Linked DNA regions of Mus musculus: all the other regions are linked to region 6. Evidence: chromatin contacts called from public Hi-C, HiChIP or PLAC-seq and promoter capture Hi-C data. All regions are on one chromosome and are shown on one strand. Each heading gives the region's core, a stretch centred on a gene start, on an enhancer-like site or on the middle of the called end of the contact. The rest is flanking DNA. Distances are from core to core; before and after follow the strand shown.

Region 1 (2,821 bases), core at 20-2,519, 2.1 Mb before region 6:
TGTGCCTGGCACCTATGGAGGTCAGGAGAGACGGCTGCATTTTCTGGAACTGGAGTTGTAGATTGCTATGAATCACCATGCGGGTGCTGAAAACCAAACCTTGGTCCTCTGCAAGAGGGCTCTTGACTGCTGAGCCATCTCTCCAGCCAGTGCTTTTGAGGCAAGTCTCACTCTACAGCCCAGGCTTCAGCTTCCCACGTGCTGAGATTACAGGCATGCACGACCATGCTCAGCAACTGACCAACAGGTCTTATTCGTGTCCTGCCCTCTGTGGAGAAAGCGCTGTTGGTCTGATCCCTTCTCTGGATAGCTCTTCACCCCCACACTTCCCTTAGAACTCCAAGAGTCCCATGTTTATCCAGGCCAACCATATCCTCAGTGAGGAGCACCTGCATTCCTTACCCGACCCGAGTCCATGGCTTCTGCCAGCCTCTCAGGGCTCAGCTCCGAGGAGCCTCTGGGTCTTTGGATCCAAGCCGACAGCTCTTTCTGAAATGGGTTGGTGGCTGGCATGGTGAGGGTGTCCTGGTGGGCAGCCACCCCCACATCGCCACCCCCATCTCACTTGTCACTTACACAAAGCCGAGTGCTGGCTAGCGCGGTCACCTTCAGCTGCATGAGGCTGTTCCTGGCTGGGCCGTGGGCGTCCACGAGGGCTCGGGATAAGTCCACACAGCGCAGCATGGCGCTAAGGTTCTCCTCATACCAGACCTCACTGCCCGGCCAGTGGAGGTCAGCTTCCAGAGCCCCCTTCCTGCCCACTCCATCCTCCCTTCTACCCTTCCTCTCTCTACTCACCTGGTCTTGGCAGTGGAGTCTGGTTCCTCCTCGGTGGGTACTGCCAACAGGGGCTGGAGTCCCAGGGCCTGCAGCTGCCCGACACAGTTCCTCACTTCCTCTGCTGTCTCCCCGGCCACAAACTGCCCGTAGATGGATGCTCGAAGAAGTGCGCCTGAGAGCCGGGATCCCAGGAGTCGCTGAGACCAGGCCTGAAACTGGGTGACAGGGAACACATGCTCAGAGCCAGGTCTGGGAGACTTCCAGGCCAGACCTTGTGCCTACTGCTCACCGCTAGTCCATGAGTGACCAAAGGGGGCCAGGCGCATAGGCGAAGCACTAGCAAAGCCCGTGCCAGTTCTGCGGTTCCCTTGACATGGAAGGCCCCACCATCAAAGCGCAGGGGCTGCCAGCCACCTGTAGAGGGCTTGGAGGGGCCATACAGCGGCAGACGCGTCCAGATCATTGCAAGTGCCTGGTTACCACCACACTAGGGGAAGGGGCCAGGCAGATAGCAGCTGTACCAAATGCCCCTTGCCCAGCTGGGGGGCAGTTACTGATTAACTGGGCAAATCTTTAGGATAGCAGTCTCTTGGGGTGGTGGTGGAGGGTTAATAATTAATGGTTAGGGACAGAGGTCAGAATAACAGGACATGTACGCCCCCAGTGACAGCCCCCAATAACCTTTCAGCCTGACAGTACGACAGATCTCAGCTGTCCAGCTTGCATTGCTGAATAAGCAGTTGGGCCCGAGAGCAGGGAACTCCAGGTTCAAGGCAGCCGGGATTTGCAATCTTAGCTAAGTAACATCCTCTCTCTTGTTGCGATGATTTTTATCCTTCAGGGAGGAGCACTGCACAGTTCTTGTGTACACTTAAACTGCACACAGACCACAGCCCTGCTGTCCATCCTAAACATGTAGTTTGCAGAACTTGAACATGGGCATCAGGAAAAAAACAACCCAAATGTCCACCAAACGGGACTGGGTGAGGCATTGAGGTGGGTGCAGAGGGACCCAGGCAATGGGTACTCTTCAGCAATGAAAAAGTGAGCTGTCATGTGACACCAAGTCTTTTATTTATTTTTTTAAACAAATAAAAGATTGTTTGTTTTTATTTTATATGTATGCGTGTTTTGCATAACAAACGGCTGAGTACCACATGCCTGCAGTGCCCACAATGGCCAGAAGAGGGCATTAGATCCTCTGGAACTAGAGCCGTAGAGGGTTGTGAGCTGCCAAGTGGTTGCTGGAACCCTAATTTCAGTGTTTTGCAAGAGCAGCCAGTACTTTTAACTGTGGAGCCATCGCTCCAGCCCTGGATTGTTTGTTTTAATTTTTTCTTTGATCTGCCAAGTCTGCAAGGTGTGCACTGTAAAGCCATTTCCAATGACATGCCCCCCTTAGAGGTTTTTTTTTTTTGGTTTTTTTTTTTTTGGTTTTTCGAGACAGGGTTTCTCTGTATAGCCCTAGCTGTCCTGGAACTCACTTTGTAGACCAGGCTGGCCTCGAACTCAGAAATCCACCTGCCTCCGCCTCCCGAGTGCTGGGATTAAAGGCATGCGCCAACACGCCCGGCAGAGTATTTTTTAAAAGATTTAATTTTCATTATTTTAATTACCTGTGTGTGTCTGTCTGTCTGTTTGTCTGTCTGTCAATCTGTGTACATAAATGGAGGTACCCACTGAGAGGCCTCAGATCCACCAGGAGCTGGAGTTACAGACAATCTTGAGTCAACCAGCATGGTTGCTAGGAACTGAACGTGGGTCCTCTGGAAGAGCAACCAGGGCTCAAGTCTATGGAATCTTCTTTCCATCTCCACTACAGTATTAAAACAAACAAACACGCAAACAAACAGAGTCTCATACCCAGGCTGGCTTTGAACTCCCAGCAATTCTCCTGTCTCACCACAACCTCCAAGTGCTGGCTTTACAGGCATACAACACCATGCTCAAGATGTGGTATTTATATATGCTCATCTCCCCAGAGGATGATGCAGCTTGGAGACTCTTCAAATTCCACTGGGTGGGACTCCTGTGGGGTCAC
Region 2 (3,233 bases), core at 619-3,118, 2.7 Mb after region 6:
GTGTGTCTGGGTGCGTGGGAGCTACTAGTCTGGGATCCTGGGTGTGACTGTGTCTGGGTCTGTGGGGCCACTTGGGACTCCCCAGGCAAGTGGGTGTGTGTGAAGAGTGTCAGACAGTAGCTGTGACCTACTGGTAGTCTGGCTGGGACTGTGACGTGTATGAAACCCCGGCGTGTGTGGTATGAGTGGGTTTGCAGCGGGTCACGCAATGACCATGACCCCGTGGAGGATGTTTGTGTAACTGCCGGGGGGAGTAGTCTGTTTCCCAGCTGGGCTCTGATGCTGTGATGTGTGTCTGGTGTGTTTGACACTGTGAATCTGTCTGGCATGTGGTGCAAGCTTGGCCCTATAATGTATATTTATGTGATGGCCTTTTCTATCAAACTTTCTACTTGTGTCATGTCCTGTGAGGGCCCAGGGCTGGACTGTTTATAGTCTGTATGTGTGGTCTGTGTCGACTGCCAGGTGTCAGAATCTATGTCACTAGTCTTGAGAGGTGAATGTGTTGGTGTAGTTGTGGGACCCTGTCCATACTTTGGCTTCTGCTGGGGGTAGTGGGGCTATTCAGCAATCCTTGAATGACTACAATCCTGATTGTGTTCTTGCTTGCGTGTTTGTGTATCTGCCAGGCCAGAGCTAGTGGCAATGACAAATGTTCTTGTCCTGCCCCAAACCCCAACCTGTTCCTCAGAGGCTCTCAGCCCCTGATGGGACGAGACTAGGAGGCCTCTGACCCACTCTTCCAGGCTCAGTGCTGTCAACCTCAAACCAAAGGAACTCTGCCCTCAGTCACCCTGCCTCCCTCCCTCCCTCCCTCCCAGACACTCCCTGAGTGGAAAGCAAGTTTAGGAGCCCTGGGGGCCTGAGAAAGGCAGAGGGTAGGGGAAGTGAAACACAGGAGAAAGGAGGAAACGGGCTTGAGAAAGAGGAAGCAGGAGAGAATTCACAAGCTCCCCCCAGCAGATGGGAAGAGATGAAACACAGGACTCGCTAGGCTCAGGCAGCCGGTCTTTCTTGCCTGGGTAACTTATCTTCCTGAGGACACATGCATGCATATACGCTCATGCATGTGCACTCTCTCTCTCTCTCTCTCTCTCTCTCTCTCTCTCAACCCCAGGAAGGGAGGAGGCAGGGTGACTGAGGACAGAGTTCCTCACCATTCACTTAACTCGCAGTGATTTACCAGAAATGGAGGCCTCGGATACAGCTTTTTAGCTCATCTGGTAAGGCTATGTGTCCCCCAAGTTCTTTTGGGGTCCCATACTCCTGATCAAGATATGATCAAGAAAGCAGTCTTAGATCCATGTGCAGATGCTAAACTAACTAAGTTCTGTGGATTTAGGAAGTAACCACCTTCCGTGTGTGTAAATACTTCCTCCTGTAAAGAGCACACGATCCCCCAAAAAGGATAAGCAAGCTTTTGGAGAGAGTGGGAAGGACTGAGGGGTTTTCCATATACTTAGCTCTGCTTGGCTGGGGGCTATGTAGATCAGGCTGGCTTTGAACTTGTGGTGATGATACTCCTGCCTCTGCCTCCTGTTCAAATTACAGGCAGCCTGTTCAGACCACACCCATCTTCACAGGTTTTCCAGAAGGACCAGGTGATATTGCTGGCCCTGCATACGAGGCTGCAGAAACAGTACATGGCTCCAAACAGTATGTGGAGGAAGCAGCGAGTGTGGCCGTGAGCCAGCGGGACTTATTTACAGAAACAGGCTGCAGGCTGCAGGCTGCAGGAGGCTTGGGGCCAACCTTGGCCAGCCCCTGCTCTGTCAGGCTGTGGGAAGAAAGCTGTGATCAAGGACAGCCACACACCTGACATGTAGGAGAGTTGTCATTCCCTGGCTTGTGCTGACTTGGATCTGACTCAGCGCCCAACACCCTTCCCTTAGACTCTTCCAGTCACGTTGCTCTCTTTCCTCACACAGTGGCACACCCCAAGATGGCTGTCACTTGTCACTTCCGGTCTTCCAAGAATCTCTCTCTCTCTCTCTCTCTCTCTCACACACACACACACACACACACACACACACACTCCCTGATTCCACTTCCTTCTTGTGGCTCCCCCTCCCCCTAGGCTCCTTTCACCCAGTGACATAGTCAGCACCAACACCAACTACTGATTTGGTGTTTTGGTATTTTGGAGACCGTTTCTTCTATGTGTAGTCCTGTGTATCCAGAACTTGCTCTGTAAACCAGGCTGGCCTCAAACTCAGAGACCAATCTGCTACAGCCTCCTGAGTGCTGGTCTTAAAGGCCTGTGCCACCACATTCTGTGAATTGGGGGTTTTTTGGGATAGGGTCTAATGTAACCCGGAAGCCCCAGAGTTCCTTATCTAACCCTTGCCTTCCCACTGCAGGCATTTCAGTACCACACACTCAACTCTGAACCAGTAGCCTGGTTATATCTGAGCTAGCCTGAGCTATATCTATCTGCCTGCCTCAGTCTCCTGAATGCAGGGACTTGTCACATGGGGCCACCACAACCCACTGTATCAGCACTTTTTGCTCTTCCATATACTCATCATCCAAGAAATGAATTCATCCCAGCAGGAATTCAGGCTCTCCCGGATTGCCTCGTGGATGCTCAGAGGTATAAAGCACTGTGAACGGTGCCTAAAGAGATGATACCTGAGTCTAATAGGGTTTTCCCTGGGCCTCAGCGTCGCCCCCTGGAATTCTGGGATCAAAGCCGGCGTTCCTTAGGGAGTGCTGGAGGCGATTGCACAGAAAGGGACAAGATGTGGTAGGGGCGTCAGCTAAGAGGGAGACGCAATCCGGCGGCCAATGACACGGAGACCACCAGTCCTCTGTCACCTTTAATGGGCCCCCCAGGTGGGCTTGAGGGGGGGTGCAGGTGTCCTTAAATACAGCCCCGGGCGCTGCGGGCGGGGCGGGGGCGGGGCCGGGCCTGCCGGGAGGGGCGGGGCGGGGCGGGGCTTCAGCTGCACTTGCAGGAGCGCACAATCATGTTGGACAACTGCTCCACCTTGGGCTTGCGACCCACGTAGTAGACGATGGGCAGTGGCTCCAAAGCCTGCGGCACGCAGCACGGTGACGCCGAAGCGCCCGGGTTGTGTTGGTTGTAGAGGGCAAGGACCTGCGGGTGGGCCGGGGTCACTGCCAGAGTACAGGGGCTCCCCCTATCTCTCTCCCCACCAGGATCTCTACATTTCTGTCTCTTATCTCTGAGCCTCCTCAACTTCCATCTCTGTTTCCCTATCTCTCCCAGT
Region 3 (2,794 bases), core at 236-2,735, 2.2 Mb before region 6:
CTCAGAAGTGGAAAATATTTAACATTCAGAGGAGCAGATGAACACAGGGTTCCATTTGCATTTTCCCTTTCGCTCTGACTCATCTTCCCCTATCTCCACCCTACTAACCCTTCACCAGCCTCACCCACCGACACACCCTGTCTGATCTAGGAGGGTCGCCACCTGCCTGCACCCAAGCTAGAATCGGAGGGAAGGCATCCTAGGTCTGGAGGGATAGAGTAATAGAAGGCTGGACTGAACATCTTGGAGTCCTGGAGCCAAGGGGGAAAAACAGATCTGACTGTTCGTTATTGGCTCGAGGAGGGGCCAGAAGCTAGGGAGAAACCTCAGGGGACTCAGCTCATTCTGGCACCACAGCAGCCCAGCCAATGTCTGGCCTGTCTCTCCTCTCCGTATTTACTCCATATGTATGACAGATTAGACACCTGCCATGAATGAGAAGAGCAGCTTAGGATCAGATTGGTAGAATGGTAAAAAACAAAACATAAGTAAAATAAATTAAAAGGAAACAAACAAATTTGAGTTTCAAAGGCTTTTTATCCCTTCCTCAATTTAAAGAGTATCAAAACTGGGCGTGGTGGCACTGGCTGAGACAGGATGATAGAGATTTCAAGACCAGCCTGAGCTACACAGGAAGAAGACATATGGGGGGGGGGCGCTAAAGGTGTCAAAAGAGGTGGAAATCTCTAGGGACCTTGACCCCTTGAGCAGAAAATGAAAGAAACCCCTGGTTTTGATTTCAGAGAAATGTCATTTGTCATCAGCCCAAGAAAAGGAGATTTTTCTCTTCGAAGACCACCACAGGCTTCCTGGGGTTGCCCCCCTCAGAGTCTGCTGGGAGGATCTGAGTCACACACACCTAGTCTTTGCTGTGGTCCAGAGGACAAGGGTCAGTCTCATAGAGGAAGGGGGGCCTGATGAACTAAGCCAGGGAAAGGAGGAGCCTTGGCTTTTCCTCTGCCTGCTGCTTCCCATTCTGTGTTTCTATGCTTACACTTCTGAGGTATCACAAGTGCTTTTCCAGCTACTCCTTGCTATGGCCACCTCCAGGATGTAGAACTAATAGCAGCTGAATGCTGTGTTGTGCTCACAGACTGCTTCCTCATGCATGGCACTTCATTTTCACCCCCACCTCTGGACGAGACCATGACACTTGATGCATGAGGTGACTGAGGGAGGGATGACGTGCCCAAGGTGACTCAACTAGTAAATGGCAGAGATGAGGCTTCAACTCTTGACTATCCCAAAGTCCCTGTCACCACAGGTTCACATCTTTGACTCTACAGAACTCACAAGTGAATTAGACTGAGGAGGCAAGGCAGTCCGGGTTGTTAAAAGTAGATCTGTAGCCTCTCTTATAGGTCCTAAGCAGAGACAGTAAGCCACACCCCTCTAGGGGACTGTGGCAGACTAATACTTGGGATGACTGAGGACGGGGTGGAGCTAACTGGGGGTAGGTGGGCAGGAACCCCAGGAGCAGTAGTGAGCATGCGGTACTAGGAGGCAGCTACAGAGGTGAGTTACCATCCCTCTCCCCAGCTGTGCTTTTCCTCCATTCCAACCTTCTTTCTACTTCCTGCCACCCTGCATCCCTCACTCCAAGGTGTCTAAGTAGTTCCTCATTCCTCTCTCTGCCTCCCCCACCATGCTGCTTACTCATGGAGGGTCCACACCGAGCTAGGCCTGCAGGATGCTAAGACTCGCAGGCTATCTCTCTCTGTGTCATGATGGTTTTGATGTGTGATTAAAGTCTTGACTTGTTGAGCACTTTCTGAGTCTTAGTCTTTTGGCTTATGAAAAACAGAACTCAACCATTCTTTATCCTCCTTGTGAGAGGAAGTAGCTTCCCTTTCCCCAGTCTCTTTTTCCTTTCTTTCACTTCCTCAGGCATCAAAGCCTTCTCTAAAACTCTTGTGTGACTCCCTTAACCCACTGGATGGAGATCTCTGCTCTTTTCCAATCCCTTCTCAGAGGGTGTATTCTAGAAGCTTCAGTCTTGCAGAGACAATTGTGTGACGCCTTAAGAGTCTTTTGTCCTGCCATGTGAGCTGTCTTGATGCCTTCTCTGGCTTTCTGGGCTCATGTTGGGGGAGGACCCAAAAGCTGTCTGAGCTCTCTCATGAGGTCGCATCTTCCTCCATTCATAAATGCCAGGTTTGATGCAAAGTGTGGAAAAGGCCAGGCTGTTCAGAGGCTTTCCCTGCAAAAGAGCCTGGGGAAGCCAAACCTTCCTTAAGCTGGGTGTTTGCTAACTATACCAGCCCTAAACCCACTATCTGATACCTCTGCTAACTGCCTGGCTGTCGTTCTTCAGGCCCCAAACCTAACCTCTGGCCCAGTGTGCATTCTCCTAGTGTGGCATCCCCACAGCTGGCCTTTGGCTTAGTTTATTTGATTCATTCAGGACAGACAGCACCAATCTGAGCCCAGACACTCACTCTTTCTCCCTTCCCCTTCACAGGCCAGAGAGTATGCGGTTTCTCTCCCACTTCAATCATGGATCCCCCATTGTGGCTTTCCTCTCAGAGCCTGTGAAACTGGTAGATTAGCCAGGAACAATGCCCCAGACCCCCACAAGACTAATCAGCCCATATGGCTCTGATAGGTTGGTACAGTTAGCGGCTAGACTCCGGCCAGCACTGTGTGATACCCTGATCACAGTAGGGGGCCTGGAGTTCCCGGCTCACAGCCTAGTGCTGGCAGGTGCAAGCCCAAGGCTTGGCTGCAGGGGCCGGTGGGCTCTGGTTGAAGACATAAGCCCTTCCACCTTTGCTCAGATTCTGACCTTTGTCTA
Region 4 (2,813 bases), core at 38-2,537, 2.1 Mb before region 6:
TCTCTCTCTCTCTCTCTCTCTCTCTCTCTCTCTGTATTTTAAGATCTGTTATTTTTATTTTACTTGTGTGGGTGTTTTGCCTGCATGTGTTACTGTATACTATATACATTCCTGGTCCCTGAGACCAGAACAGAGGGATGGGTCCCCTAAGACTGGAGTTATAGACAGTGTGGGTGTTGGGAATTGAACCCGGGTCTTCTGAGAGAGCGGCCAGTGCTTTTCATCACTGAGCCTTCTCTCAGCAGTTAGCCTGGAACTCTTGATCTTGCTGCCTCAGGCCCTCTGGGATTACAGGTGCACATCACCATTCCACTTTAAACTCTTTTAATAATACACCACTACCTCACCCCACCCACATCCACAGAGATGCACACACACACAAAGCAGAAAGACAGACAAATGTGGGCAGGTCCACACCATACAGATGCACACACACACACACACACACACACACACACACATCTGGGCTGCTTCGGGGGGGGGGATTAGAATATTGTACACTCACTTAAGATAAAACAGTGAACCCTTTAGGCAGAAGACTTGAGGTGGCCCTTAGAAAGGGTGAGAATGGGGGACTCCACACAGTGGTCCTCAGGTGCTGGTCTTGGAAGGCTATGGTATCCAGCACCTGACCCGAGTCATCTGTAAAGAAAGGGTTTAGTCATGGATTTTTGGAGGGAGTATTTGAAGATCCAGACACCTGGCAATCAGGGCAGGAAGGCTTCCTAGGTTTGAGGAAGCAAGGGTGGGAGACTTGGCCTCCGGTCCTGAGACAGAAGAGGCCTGGAAGGGAGCAGATTTACCTAGCTGTAGCTGTGTTTTGTCTTTTGAGACTGGGTTGCATGTAGGTAGGCTAGCTTCAAACTCCTATCCTCCCGCCCCCTCCTCTCAGGTGCCGGGATTACAGGCTTTCCTAGTACACTCCCTAAATTCTTGACTGGGAAAATTCGGAGGTCTATATTCCTGGGACCTCAAGAGAGGGATTTATGGAAGACCCCCACCCCCATGGATTCTGGCATCCTTGGAGGAGGACAAAGCTGATGCTGGGTGTCTGCGTTTGCCAGAAGAGAAGGCCAAGGATGAAAGTCCAGAAAACGGCTACGCCCAGGACTGAACCTAGTGACTCGGTCTTCACGCGGACAGTGACACCTGGAATCTTGAGGGGCTGGGACTTGGAGCAGGCTCCCTCCCGGGGTTCCGGAGCCTCTCAGTGCGCAGAGCCGCCACGCTATTGTCCTGGCTGGGAAGGCGGGGCCGGCGCGGGGCGGGGCTGGCGGCGCCGGCGCAGCCCGGGGGCGGCGGGAGGAGGAGGCGGCGGTGGCGCTGGGAGCTCCTGTCACCGCTGGGGCCGGGTAGGGCCGGGCGGGAGCGCAGGGGACGTGAGGGCCCGAGGCCCGGACATGGGGCCCACCAGCCCCGCCGCTCGCGGTCAGGGTCGCCGCTGGCGACCGCCGCCGCTGCCGCTGTTGCTGCCACTGTCATTGCTGCTTCTGCGCGCGCAGCTCGCCGTCGGGAACCTGGCTGTTGGGAGCCCCAGCGCGGCCGAGGTGAGGCCCGGCCGGGTCCTGGGGATGGGGAAGGGGCGGGACCGGGCCTCGACCTGGACGCGGGACGGCCACCGCAGTCCTTTTGGCCAGGTGGCCTGCCCCACGCGATCCGAACTGTAGATTTTCCTAGGTTCCTCCATCGTCTGACGTCCCTGCCCCCTCCCACCCGCATCGTCGGACCTGGCTCTTTCCAAGAGCCTCTGGTCCAAGAAATCCAGAGCACCCCTAGACGACAAAGCCCCAAGACCTGCCCACCTAAGCGTAGGACGCACCAGGCAGTAGGCGCTTGGCTCTAAGAACCCAGGTCCCTTGTATTATCTGGACCCACATGAACCCCCTGCCCTCAAACATCCAGTAGTCCGGGCCTCCACCCACTACTCAATCCGGATATAGCTCCTCTAGTCCTTAAAGGTCTGATGTGCAGGCCTGCTGGGAAGCTGGGCCCTGTCGTCTTTGCACCCCCTCAGTGGGAACCTGAACTGGGGATGGAGGGAGGAGGGGCCAGAACGCCTGGGTTCGCCCCCCGCCTCCCCCAACACGATTCAAGTTTAACCCCTTCAGGCTTCAGACCCAAGCCGCTGGGGCGGGGGCGGAGCCTGTCTTCTCAGCAACAAGGCCGCGAGAAACGGGGCGGGGGGGTGGGGACCCAGGTCACCATAGCAACGGGAGAGCTGGGGCGCTCCAGCCCCACGGGATTTGTTTCCCGGGGAACGGTCTCTCCACTCAGAAGGTGCTTAGAAGGAGCTGGTGCTAGAGATAGGGGCAGGAGCCCTATCTGGGTTTTAGGGAGCAAAGAACCAGACAACACAGATGACATCGTTGCCCTGGCTCCTCACTGCCCCATCTGCCTTCATTCCCAGGCTCCGGGGTCGGCTCAAGTGGCTGGACTATGTGGGCGTCTAACCCTTCACCGGGACCTGCGCACCGGCCGCTGGGAACCAGACCCACAGCGATCACGACGCTGTCTTCTGGACCCGCAGCGCGTGCTGGAGTACTGCAGACAGGTGGGCGGGACCCCACGGGGAGAGGCGTGGTCAATGAGAAAGTGGATCCAAGCTGGGGCGGGGTCGCCCTTGAGGAAGCTGGACTTGGCAGAGTCTAGGGAGATGAGAGAATCTGTAAAGCCAGGGAAAGCTTGGGGGTCTGTGGTCAGTGAAGAGGCCCCTCCTAAAGGGCCAGCGCAAACCTATTTTGAGAAATTAGGGGCCGCGGGGCGGCGGTGGAGACTGAAAAAAAAAAAACCCAACAACACCCCCCCACACCCCC
Region 5 (2,797 bases), core at 236-2,735, 2.2 Mb before region 6:
TGCCTCTACTTCCCAAATGCTGGCATTAAAGGCGTGCACCACCACTGTCCAGCTAGCTATCTTATGAACTGAATTATGTCAATCCAGAATACAGGTTTTGTGTGTAAAAATTCACTCTAAAAAGGGCTTGGTGCTACACCAAGATCCCAAACACCTAGTGTAATCACTGGAGACCTAATAAAAACTTTCTATTAACTTAAACCCATGTCAGCACTTTAATCCCAGCACTCGGGGAGGCAGAGGCAGGCAGATAAAAATTCGAGGCCAGCCTGGCCTACAGAGTGAGTTCTAGGACACCCATAGATAGATAGATGAGTTTCCAGGGCTACACAGAGAACCCCTATGTGGATGGCTACTCTCAATTATCAACTTGACTATATATAGAATGAACTATAATCCAGAAACATAGGGAACACCTGTAATCCGGACTTGAGGCAGGAAGACAACATGCCTGTAATCTGGACCTTAAGGCTGGAAGACACAGGCTTTTGATCCAGACCTCTAGGAGGAATGACTCCTACAGGTCTTGAAGCACACTTTTATTCTGGGCCATATCTTCTGCTGGAGGCCTATATAAGGACAATGGAAGAAGGGACAGGTACTTGCTTTGCCAGTACTTCCTTTGGAGCCTACTTCTTCTGGATTCCAGTTTATGCAGAAAAGCAGCAGAAACAGCAACCCTCAAGGATCAGAGCAATTCACCACATTGCTTCCAATTATGATGATAATGGACGAAACTTGAAACTGTAAGCCAGCCCTTAATTGTTTTCCTTTATAAGAGTTGCCATAAACCGGGCGTGGTGGCCCATGCCTTTAATTCCAGCACTAGTTAGGCAGAGGCAGGCGGATTTCTGAGTCTACAAAGTGAGTTCCAGGACAGCCTGGTCTACAAAGTGAGTTCCAGGACAGCCAGGGCTATACAGAGAAACCCTGTCTCGAAAAACAAACAAACAAACAAACAAACAAACAAACAAAGAGTTGCCGTAGACATGATGTCTCTTCACTGCAATAAAACACAAACTAAGATTGTCTATCCCGAAAACCCAAATAAATAAATATAAATAACTTTCGAATCAAGGCACAGGGGTAAACGCTTGTTATCCTAACACCTAGTAATCTGTGATCAAAATTTCGAGGCCAGTCTGAGATATACAGCGAAGTCCTATTTCAAAACACAGATTATCTGTGACACTTTTCCATTCCCACTCTGAAGACAGTCTTATGCTTTTCCCTCTGGGAAGGACAGGCAGGTGATAATAACCCATAATTGAACGTCAGGTGCCTTTTAAGAGCAAAGTAAAATCTCGATTGGCCCAGCAACAATAATAAGCAGAAATTTAGCTCAATAGGAGGTCGGGCTTCTTCGGAAGTGGGCGTGGCCAAAGCGGTTTCTGGGCACGCCTCCCGAGGCCAATCTAGCAGCCCGGAGGACTCAGCTCGGCTCCTCCTCTCGCAGCTTCCGGCCAGTCGGAATTCCGCTTCCCGTCTGACATTGGCGTCTTTGCTAAGGGTCACATTGAAGTAACGCTACTCCGGGACAATCTTTAGGTGAGTGTGAAGGGTCGGGATCCTGGGGGAACCTTGTCCGTTGCAGAGAAGCGCCCCGGGGCTTCCCTGACGCCAAGCAGAAACTTCCGGCGGCCACGGGTCCGGTGTCCTGGAGCTAACCATTATAGCCGCCTTTCTTCATGATGGCTAGGTCGCTTTCTAAGCAGTCCCTATTACTCCATCCTTCAGCCCTACAAGTCCCCTTTGATAGCGTTGGGGCTGGAGTGTGAAGCGCCTTACCCGTGGCTATAAGGCAATTCGGATTTAGACCCAGTAAATTGGACTGTGGAGCTTTTAGTTGCGAGTTCACAGGCGTGGCCACCCGCGTTCCAAGGCCGAAGCCTGTCGCCTTGACTCGTGTCTTTCCCCTCAGCGTCATCTTTGATCAACTCTCAAAACTCGAGATATTGTCCAAAATTACTTCCGACACTGAGTCTTTTAAATCCCCCGTGCCCACCTTGCCTCCTTCAATGAACCTGCCCAAATACCCCACTTGTTTGGACTACTTCAGTTGACACTGGCACCTCTGTGGTGTCAAGGTCCCCCAGATGCTCTAGAGACAGTTTCTCTCAGGTCTGTTGATATTGACTATGTCATCTCTTCAGACATATCAAAGCTGAGAGAAGTCGATAAAACTCAAGGAGCTAAAGTATTTGAATGATTGGGGGGGGGGCGGTTTGCGTGGGGTTCTAATCGAATTCCAGTATTTACTTCCATTAGGAATGGAGGCAGCAACGTCAATAGATTTGGTAGCCTGGGCCATTGTCAGCAGGCAAAATCACAGATACCTGACACATGCCAGTTACAAGAGTCACAAATCTTCAGTCATGGTTACCTCCAGTTGTACTTTACTTGTTAAGTCCTTTGAGCTTTTTTTTTTTTTTTTTTTTGGAGCGGGGTGGGGGGGGACACATCTTAGGCAATCCCACAATGCATTTAGGCATATTCTGAGCAAAGTTTGAGTTCATTGGACCTCAGATGAGTGTGTGACGCCAGAAAACTAGCCGGTGACACCAGAAAATCCTTGCAGTGTTTTTGCTGGTGATGGATGAAGCATTATCACTGGGTGCTGTGTGACCTTGGAAAGTCATTTAGACACCCTGTCCCTTGTGTAGACAACAGAGGTAGCAATATCTTTTAGAGTGGCCATGGGGTAGGTATGTATAGAGTACACATAGTATGTGCTGTGCACACAGTGAGCGTTAACTGGAATTTAAGGATGAAGATTGGTTTTGCCAAGGAGACCTCT
Region 6 (3,177 bases), core at 109-2,608:
TGGAAGGGCACTGCTGAGCTACAGCTCAGAGCGGTCCCTACCTGGACCAACTGTCTTACAGGTTCTGTGCCTTCAGGTTTAAGTTTTTATTTCGCCTTTCTATCTTTCTGTAACCCACTTCCTCGCCTAGATTTGTTTCCCAGTCCCCTCTCCCTGTCTTACTGTCTCCCCACTTTGTAAATGTCATCTTTTTTTCTTTCTATAATAGGGTTGGCTCTAAGGAGTACATACCAAGTCGCTGAGACTTCGTTTTACTTCCTCCTTACCTTCGTGGTTTCTCTTTTTTTTTTTTTTTTTTTTTAAAAGTAGGACCTGGAACTCAATCAATAGCTTAGTCTGACATTGAACGCCTGATCCCCCTTCCTCCACCTCCAAATGCCAAGATTACAACCATATGCCACTGTCTTGTCTTTTGTTTTGTTTTTCAAGACAGGGTTTCTCAGCCGAGCATGGTGACACACGCCTTTGATCCCAGCACTCCGGAGGCAGAGGCAGGCGGATTTCTGAGTTCAAGGCCAGCCTGGTCTACAAAGTGAGTTCCAGGACAGCCAGAGCTATACAGAGAAACCCTGTCTCGAAAAACAAAAACAACAAACAAACAAAAAAGACAGGGTTTCTGTGTGTAGTCCTGGCTGTTCTGGAACTCACTCTGTAGACCAGGCTAGCCTCGAACTCATAGAAATCCGTCTGCTTCTGCCTTCCAAGTGCTGAAATTAAAAGTTTGGGCCATCAGTGATCTGGCATCTTTTTACTTCCTAAGAAAAGGGTCTCACCAAGTTACTCAAGCTGCCCTAGAACCCACTGTATAGTGGAGCCAGGCCTTGAACTACCAGTCTCCTGCCTCAGCCTCCCTGAGGGGCCGGAATCACAGTCCTAAACCAGCAGATCCTACTTGTGAATGTCTCTCACTGTCTCTTTGTTTTTCTCTCGGCTTCTGGCCATCTCTGTCTCTTCCAACTTGTCTCTCCCCGCCCCCGTCTGTCTCACACGCACACGCCCTCAGTCTCTGCCCTTGTCAATTGTCCCTAGAGCCCTGCCCCCACTTCTGCCCCAGTTCTCTTCCCGACTGCCTTCCACCTCTGAAAAACACTAGGACGCCCCGCTACCATCACCTCCAGTTGGTCGTACACAACCCTCCCTACTACCCCCCGAGAGGGGCCGGAGCTGCGGGAGGGCCAAGTTCAGGCACATTTTGCATGCTAACCAGCAGATAGGCGGAAGGGGCCTAGTACCAGGCCGGCCGAGCTACGCCGCGGGGGCGCGTCCCGGAAGCTCTAGTGGCCACGCCCCCAGGCCGCCCCATAAAAGGAGAAAGCTCCTGCTGCGGGCCACAGCCTGACTTCTGCGAACCGACAGTCGGTCTCTTCACCAAGGCCATTCGCGCCACCATGGATCTCTCTGCCATCTACGAGGTGAGTACCTGTTAGACAGCATCCCGGGATCCCCGACGCACCAAACTTAGGCCCGGGACGCCTCCGTACCTTCTCAGACTAGCCCTGGCTGGCTGGAAATGAGAGAGGGAGCCAGCGAGCCTAGCGCCTCGGTCCAGATACCGGCGATCCCCTTGGGACGAAAAGCTGGCACACTGCTGTCACTCGCGTAGGGCGGAAGCGGCATCACACCTGTCTAGTGCCCTTCGCTGCCCATGGCGCGGTTTGGTGGCCAAGCAGGTGCTAAGGTTGAGGTAGGGGGGGAGTTGACAGGGTAAGAGTTCTAGAGAGATCTGGCCTCCTGGGTCAGCTTTGGCCGGCTCCTTCAAGTTGTGAAACGAGCGCCCGGTGGGCGGTCATATGGGGGGGGGGGGAGTCCTAGAGGCCCAAAGTTGGCGAGCAGCAGTGTGCTTTGATTTGGGGGGGAACCCTCTCTCGATCGGGGATACTGGGCTTCCTAGATCCTTCTGGATTACCTTCAGTCATGTGGAAACACTCAAATCTCTGTAGTCAGGTTCTCCCTGGAGTTTGTGTGAGCCGGGTGGGGCTCAGGCCGAGAACCCACAAACCGGACTGGCAAGCTCGTGAAGTGCTTTACAACAGGGGCGGGGCGACGTCACCTTACCTTTTCTGGTGGCCTAACCGAACCCTGTTCCTCTCAGAGCCTCCAGTCGATGAGCCATGACCTGTCATCCGACCACGGAGGAACCGAATCCCTCGGAGGACTTTGGAACATAAACTCGGACTCCATCCCGTCTGGGGTCACCTCTCGCCTGACTGGCCGCTCCACTAGCCTGGTGGAGGGCCGAAGCTGTGGCTGGGTACCCCCACCCCCTGGTTTTGCACCTTTGGCTCCCCGCCCAGGCCCTGAGCTGTCACCCTCACCTACTTCGCCTACTGCAACTCCCACCACCTCCTCTCGATACAAGACCGAGCTCTGTCGGACCTACTCAGAAAGCGGGCGTTGTCGCTACGGGGCCAAGTGCCAGTTTGCTCACGGCCTGGGTGAACTTCGCCAAGCCAATCGCCACCCCAAGTACAAAACGGAACTCTGCCACAAGTTCTACCTCCAGGGCCGCTGCCCCTATGGCTCTCGATGCCACTTCATCCACAACCCCACCGAGGACCTAGCTCTCCCTGGCCAGCCCCATGTGCTGCGACAAAGCATCAGCTTCTCCGGCTTGCCCTCAGGCCGCAGAAGCTCGCCGCCACCTCCAGGCTTTTCTGGCCCTTCCCTGTCCTCTTGTTCCTTTTCGCCTTCCAGCTCCCCACCGCCCCCTGGGGATCTTCCACTTTCCCCTTCTGCCTTCTCTGCTGCCCCTGGGACCCCTGTGACTCGAAGAGACCCTAACCAGGCCTGTTGCCCCTCCTGCCGAAGGTCTACTACCCCCAGCACCATCTGGGGGCCCTTGGGTGGCCTGGCTCGGAGCCCATCTGCCCACTCTCTGGGATCCGATCCTGATGACTACGCCAGCAGCGGCAGCAGCCTGGGGGGGTCAGACTCACCTGTCTTTGAGGCAGGGGTGTTTGGGCCTCCCCAGACCCCTGCACCCCCAAGGCGTCTCCCCATCTTCAATCGTATCTCTGTCTCTGAGTGACAAGTGCCTACCTACCCAGTATGGATCAGCTAGATCTCAAAGAGAGGGCAGGGACTGCTCATTGCTGTGGGGACCTGGGGCACTCCTCTAAGTTAATAAGTCCCATCTTCTGGACATTCCAAGATGCAATAACCCATTTCCCTGGTGCT
Region 7 (2,954 bases), core at 398-2,897, 2.8 Mb before region 6:
CTTAATTCATCTAAAACAAACAAACAAACAAAAATCCAACTAAAATGACCAACCACCCACAGAAGTCCTGAGTGATTTTTTGATATGCAAATTTGAGCACAATGGCCTTCCACTTAAATACTTTAATGACTTTCCATTGTCCTTAGAAACAATTCAGAACCTTTAACGAAATTAATGAGGCTTTTTATGCATACTGAACCTCTTATGTCTTATGGTGAGGACACAGATGGCCATTATACACTTTTATTTGAAATGAATATTCACTAAGTAAAAATGTAAAAATTTGTGCGGTTGGTGGTTCCTGCCTGTAATCCCAGCATTTAGGAGGCTGAGGCAAGTTCATAAATTCGAGCCCTGACTCAGCTACATACTGAGGTTTGAGGCCAGCCCAGGCTATATAATGATATCCAACCCACCCAAGCCCTCACCACCGAAGTAAATGTCTTTCTAAGAGTAAACAAGCTACGGACGTATAAAAAGAGCAACACAGAAAGATGGAAGGCAGCCATGCAAGAAGAGCGAGCTTCCTCCTGTGGAAGGGATAGCAGTGCAAAGGTCCTGAGGCCGGAGGCAGGTGGGATGAGCAGGGGGGTAGATTGACACCTGGGATAATCAACCAGGAGGCTAAGGAGGAACCAGTTAGACAGACAGGTGGAAGGGGCCCAATCAGGAGGGCTCTGGACACCAAGATGAGCACTTTTTTTTTTAAAACAAGGAATGAGGTGGAGCCAGGGTAGGGCTTGAAGCCAAGAGGCCTCTGGCCAGACTTGGCGATTCACAGGCTAGAGCTCTGGCTGTAAGTGGTAACAGAGCGGGATAGGAATGGAAACCAAACAAGGTGGGACTGGGCCTACTGTAGCTGGACAAGAGGCTGAAGGCCGAAGAGGGGTGGGGAGAAATCCCTGGGCTGGGTCCCAAAGCCAGAGGCTCGTTCACATTGTGTTCTCCAACAAGGACGACAACCACGCCTGGCTTGCAGAGGTGGGTGCAGGGCTGGCTGGCACAAGAACTCGTCCTACACTGCAATGTATGGTCATTTCCCGTCCTGAGGCTCGGCAGGCTTCCCAGTATCAAAAACGCTGATGAGCCCTGCCCCTGTGCTGTTCTGGGGGAAACCCCTTGCCTGGGAGCAGGGGGCTCCCCAGGCCTGAGGGACTTGCCCAAGCGCACACAGCACTGCTAGGAGCCGGGTGGGCTGGAATCTGACGTGGTCTGCACGATTAGGCTGGGGAAGTCTCCATACACACGCGCGCGCGGAAAAGTGAACGCTTCTAAGGCAGGAACTGAGGTTCTGAGGCTGGGTGGGGAGAACGGGAAGAGGCTTTCCACCCTCCAGCTGTGGTTCCCCGACCCCACCCCCAGACTTCCGCCCCAGGCCAGTTCTTCCCAGCATCAGCCTGTCACCCACCTCCATCCCACTTCTCAGAGACTCTTCTGGGTCCAGGGGAGAAGCCCAGGGTGTTTAAACTTGTTTGCTCATTTGTTTTGAAGACAAATTCTCACTCTGCATTCCAGTGGCCTGGAATTCATTATGTAGCCCAAGCTGGCCTCGAACTCATGCCAATCCTCCTGTCTCAGCCTCTGGGATGTGAGGCGTGCGCTATCACGCCCCGCCCAGGCTGCTCATTTTAAATAAAAATTTTCTTCTGTCTCCCAGCCGGACTCTTTCCCCAGCCATCCTAGGCCTAGGCCCGCGCTCGCGTCCATGTCCCCCTCCCGGCGGGGGCGGCGCCGTGACGCGCGGGGCGGGAGCAGGAAGGGGGTGTCGCTGACGCCGAGGCGGCCTCCGGCGGCTCCGGCCTTTTGTGCGGGTGGCAGGGTCCGGTGGAGGCGGCGGCCGAGGCAGGCGAGGCCCGGGAGGCCCATCTCAGAGCAGCCGGCCGGGTCCTGCCCTGCAGCCGGGGCGCCGCATCCATGTTCGAGTAAGCACCGGGCCTCGGGGTGGGAAGCGGGGACGGTGGTGCGATCGGGCTGCGGCAGAGGGCCGGAGCTGGGTTTCCAAGCTGGTGCATGTAGGAGCGACCCCGCTGGGGACCAGAAGGGGTACACGTGAGGGATTGCAACCTGGCGGCGAGACCCAAGATTGGGGCGTCACTACCGGCCTGGGACGCATATGGGCAGCGGGGAGCTCCTCTAGGCCCTGATCGTCCCCCTACGGGGAGCCCTGACCCAACACCCAGATGAAAGGGCCGCGAGCAGCCCCACCCCCCATCCCCATTACTGGGCAGGCCCCGCAGATCCTCCGGTCGGTGGTCCCCGTTTGTCGTGGGGGCTGGGGAAAAGGAGCTTCTTTGAGCCTGAGATCTCGGCGGGGTGGGGGTCGGGTGTGTTCTGCCCCCCTCCCGCCCCCGCCACTCCTGCCTGGTCACCTGTGCCTGCGGGTTTCCGTTTGTGATTGTGCTCAGCGTGGTGTGTGTGTGTGTGTGTGTGTATGTGTGTGTGTGTGTGTGTGTGTAACAGCTGGGATTCTTTGGGGCAATGTTGTGTGGCTGTCTGTATGTTATCTATCATCTTCTGTGTGATGGCTACCACCCAGGTCGAGTGCATCTGGTGCTCTTGGACCCACTGTGGTTGTGTGTGAGACGTGTCTCATTTTCTTTGTGGCACCGTGTGCAAATCACACATTCTGAGCTTGTGCCTCATTGTGACTTGTACAGCATTCCGCTTCAGTCTCTTGGCTGACTGTACCTATAATTCACCATGAATTACGTCTGTGAGTTACCTCCGTGAGCTCTCATTGTGATTTGAGTATGTGTGCATGTGGTTGGGGCTCAGCTGCTGTGCGCCTGACATCCACATTTGGATGTCTTTTGGTTCCGTGAACAAGTAGAAATTGCATGTGTCTACCGGTGACAGTGTGGTGTCACTGGGCCCTGTGGGTGGCTCACTTACCTCTGATTCCGTCTGTGGGAAAGTCCCAGTGTATCCAAATGTGGCATTGTTGCATGCCTTGG

The links. Promoter capture Hi-C pulls out the DNA fragments that hold promoters and counts their contacts. A called contact is a pair of places that touch in the nucleus more often than the background predicts. HiChIP or PLAC-seq counts read pairs in DNA pulled down with a chosen protein or histone mark.
Region 1: a contact with region 6 is called in a Hi-C map of liver, with 3 times the contacts expected there. The contact joins the promoter of Prodh2 here to the promoter of Zfp36 in region 6. A contact is called at or near these places in 2 of 39 promoter capture datasets (embryonic stem cells and hippocampal neurons) and 1 of 484 Hi-C or Micro-C datasets (liver).
Region 2: a contact with region 6 is called in a promoter capture Hi-C map of pre-B cells, with 5 times the contacts expected there. The contact joins the enhancer-like site here to the promoter of Zfp36 in region 6. A contact is called at or near these places in 1 of 39 promoter capture datasets (pre-B cells), 1 of 484 Hi-C or Micro-C datasets (LSK cells) and 2 of 115 datasets of contacts at active chromatin or transcription factors (bone marrow-derived dendritic cells and thymic regulatory T cells).
Region 3: a contact with region 6 is called in a Hi-C map of B cells, with 6 read pairs. The contact joins the promoter of Zbtb32 here to the promoter of Zfp36 in region 6. A contact is called at or near these places in 4 of 39 promoter capture datasets (the C10 cell line, cranial neural crest, frontonasal cranial neural crest and 1 more), 1 of 484 Hi-C or Micro-C datasets (B cells) and 3 of 115 datasets of contacts at active chromatin or transcription factors (astrocytes, bone marrow-derived dendritic cells and bone marrow-derived macrophages).
Region 4: a contact with region 6 is called in an H3K4me3 HiChIP or PLAC-seq map of embryonic forebrain, with 5 times the contacts expected there. The contact joins the promoter of Aplp1 here to the promoter of Zfp36 in region 6. A contact is called at or near these places in 3 of 115 datasets of contacts at active chromatin or transcription factors (astrocytes, embryonic forebrain and thymic regulatory T cells).
Region 5: an H3K27ac HiChIP or PLAC-seq map of bone marrow-derived dendritic cells shows a contact between it and region 6, with 5 times the contacts expected there. The contact joins the promoter of Cox6b1 here to the promoter of Zfp36 in region 6. A contact is called at or near these places in 2 of 39 promoter capture datasets (the HPC-7 cell line and maxillary cranial neural crest), 1 of 115 datasets of contacts at active chromatin or transcription factors (bone marrow-derived dendritic cells) and 1 of 9 other capture datasets (liver).
Region 7: a contact with region 6 is called in an H3K27ac HiChIP or PLAC-seq map of regulatory T cell precursor, with 12 times the contacts expected there. The contact joins the promoter of Gramd1a here to the promoter of Zfp36 in region 6. A contact is called at or near these places in 1 of 39 promoter capture datasets (neutrophils), 1 of 484 Hi-C or Micro-C datasets (CD8 T cells) and 2 of 115 datasets of contacts at active chromatin or transcription factors (regulatory T cell precursor and thymic regulatory T cells).

Annotation. Positions count from the first base shown.
Region 1 is chr7:30,492,106-30,494,926 of GRCm38.p6, reverse strand. Prodh2 (proline dehydrogenase (oxidase) 2) reads right to left here and starts at 1,269. Exons shown (of 10, transcript NM_019546.5): 1 at 1,070-1,269; 2 at 799-995; 3 at 577-715; 4 at 403-489. The coding sequence starts at 1,243.
Region 2 is chr7:25,704,651-25,707,883 of GRCm38.p6, reverse strand. It overlaps Tgfb1 (transforming growth factor, beta 1), which reads right to left. Exons shown (of 7, transcript NM_011577.2): 7 at 2,807-3,100. The coding sequence ends at 2,942. Among named protein-coding and RNA genes, the nearest start is that of Ccdc97, 13 kb to the left of the region's middle. Within about 2 kb of position 1,868, at least 143 of the 459 cell types and tissues checked have an H3K27ac peak or open chromatin away from gene starts, as enhancers often do. A contact at or near this core is called in bone marrow-derived dendritic cells, pre-B cells and thymic regulatory T cells, where this site is marked.
Region 3 is chr7:30,591,633-30,594,426 of GRCm38.p6, reverse strand. Zbtb32 (zinc finger and BTB domain containing 32) reads left to right here and starts at 1,485. Exons shown (of 6, transcript NM_021397.2): 1 at 1,485-1,515; 2 at 2,462-2,794. The coding sequence starts at 2,559.
Region 4 is chr7:30,444,056-30,446,868 of GRCm38.p6, reverse strand. Aplp1 (amyloid beta (A4) precursor-like protein 1) reads left to right here and starts at 1,287. Exons shown (of 17, transcript NM_007467.3): 1 at 1,287-1,547; 2 at 2,408-2,551. The coding sequence starts at 1,401.
Region 5 is chr7:30,624,802-30,627,598 of GRCm38.p6, reverse strand. Cox6b1 (cytochrome c oxidase, subunit 6B1) reads left to right here and starts at 1,485. Exons shown (of 4, transcript NM_025628.3): 1 at 1,485-1,548.
Region 6 is chr7:28,377,409-28,380,585 of GRCm38.p6, reverse strand. It overlaps Zfp36 (zinc finger protein 36), which reads left to right and starts at 1,358. Exons shown (of 2, transcript NM_011756.4): 1 at 1,358-1,412; 2 at 2,093-3,177. The coding sequence starts at 1,389. The coding sequence ends at 3,028.
Region 7 is chr7:31,149,864-31,152,817 of GRCm38.p6, reverse strand. Gramd1a (GRAM domain containing 1A) reads left to right here and starts at 1,647. Exons shown (of 19, transcript NM_027898.4): 1 at 1,647-1,922. The coding sequence starts at 1,915.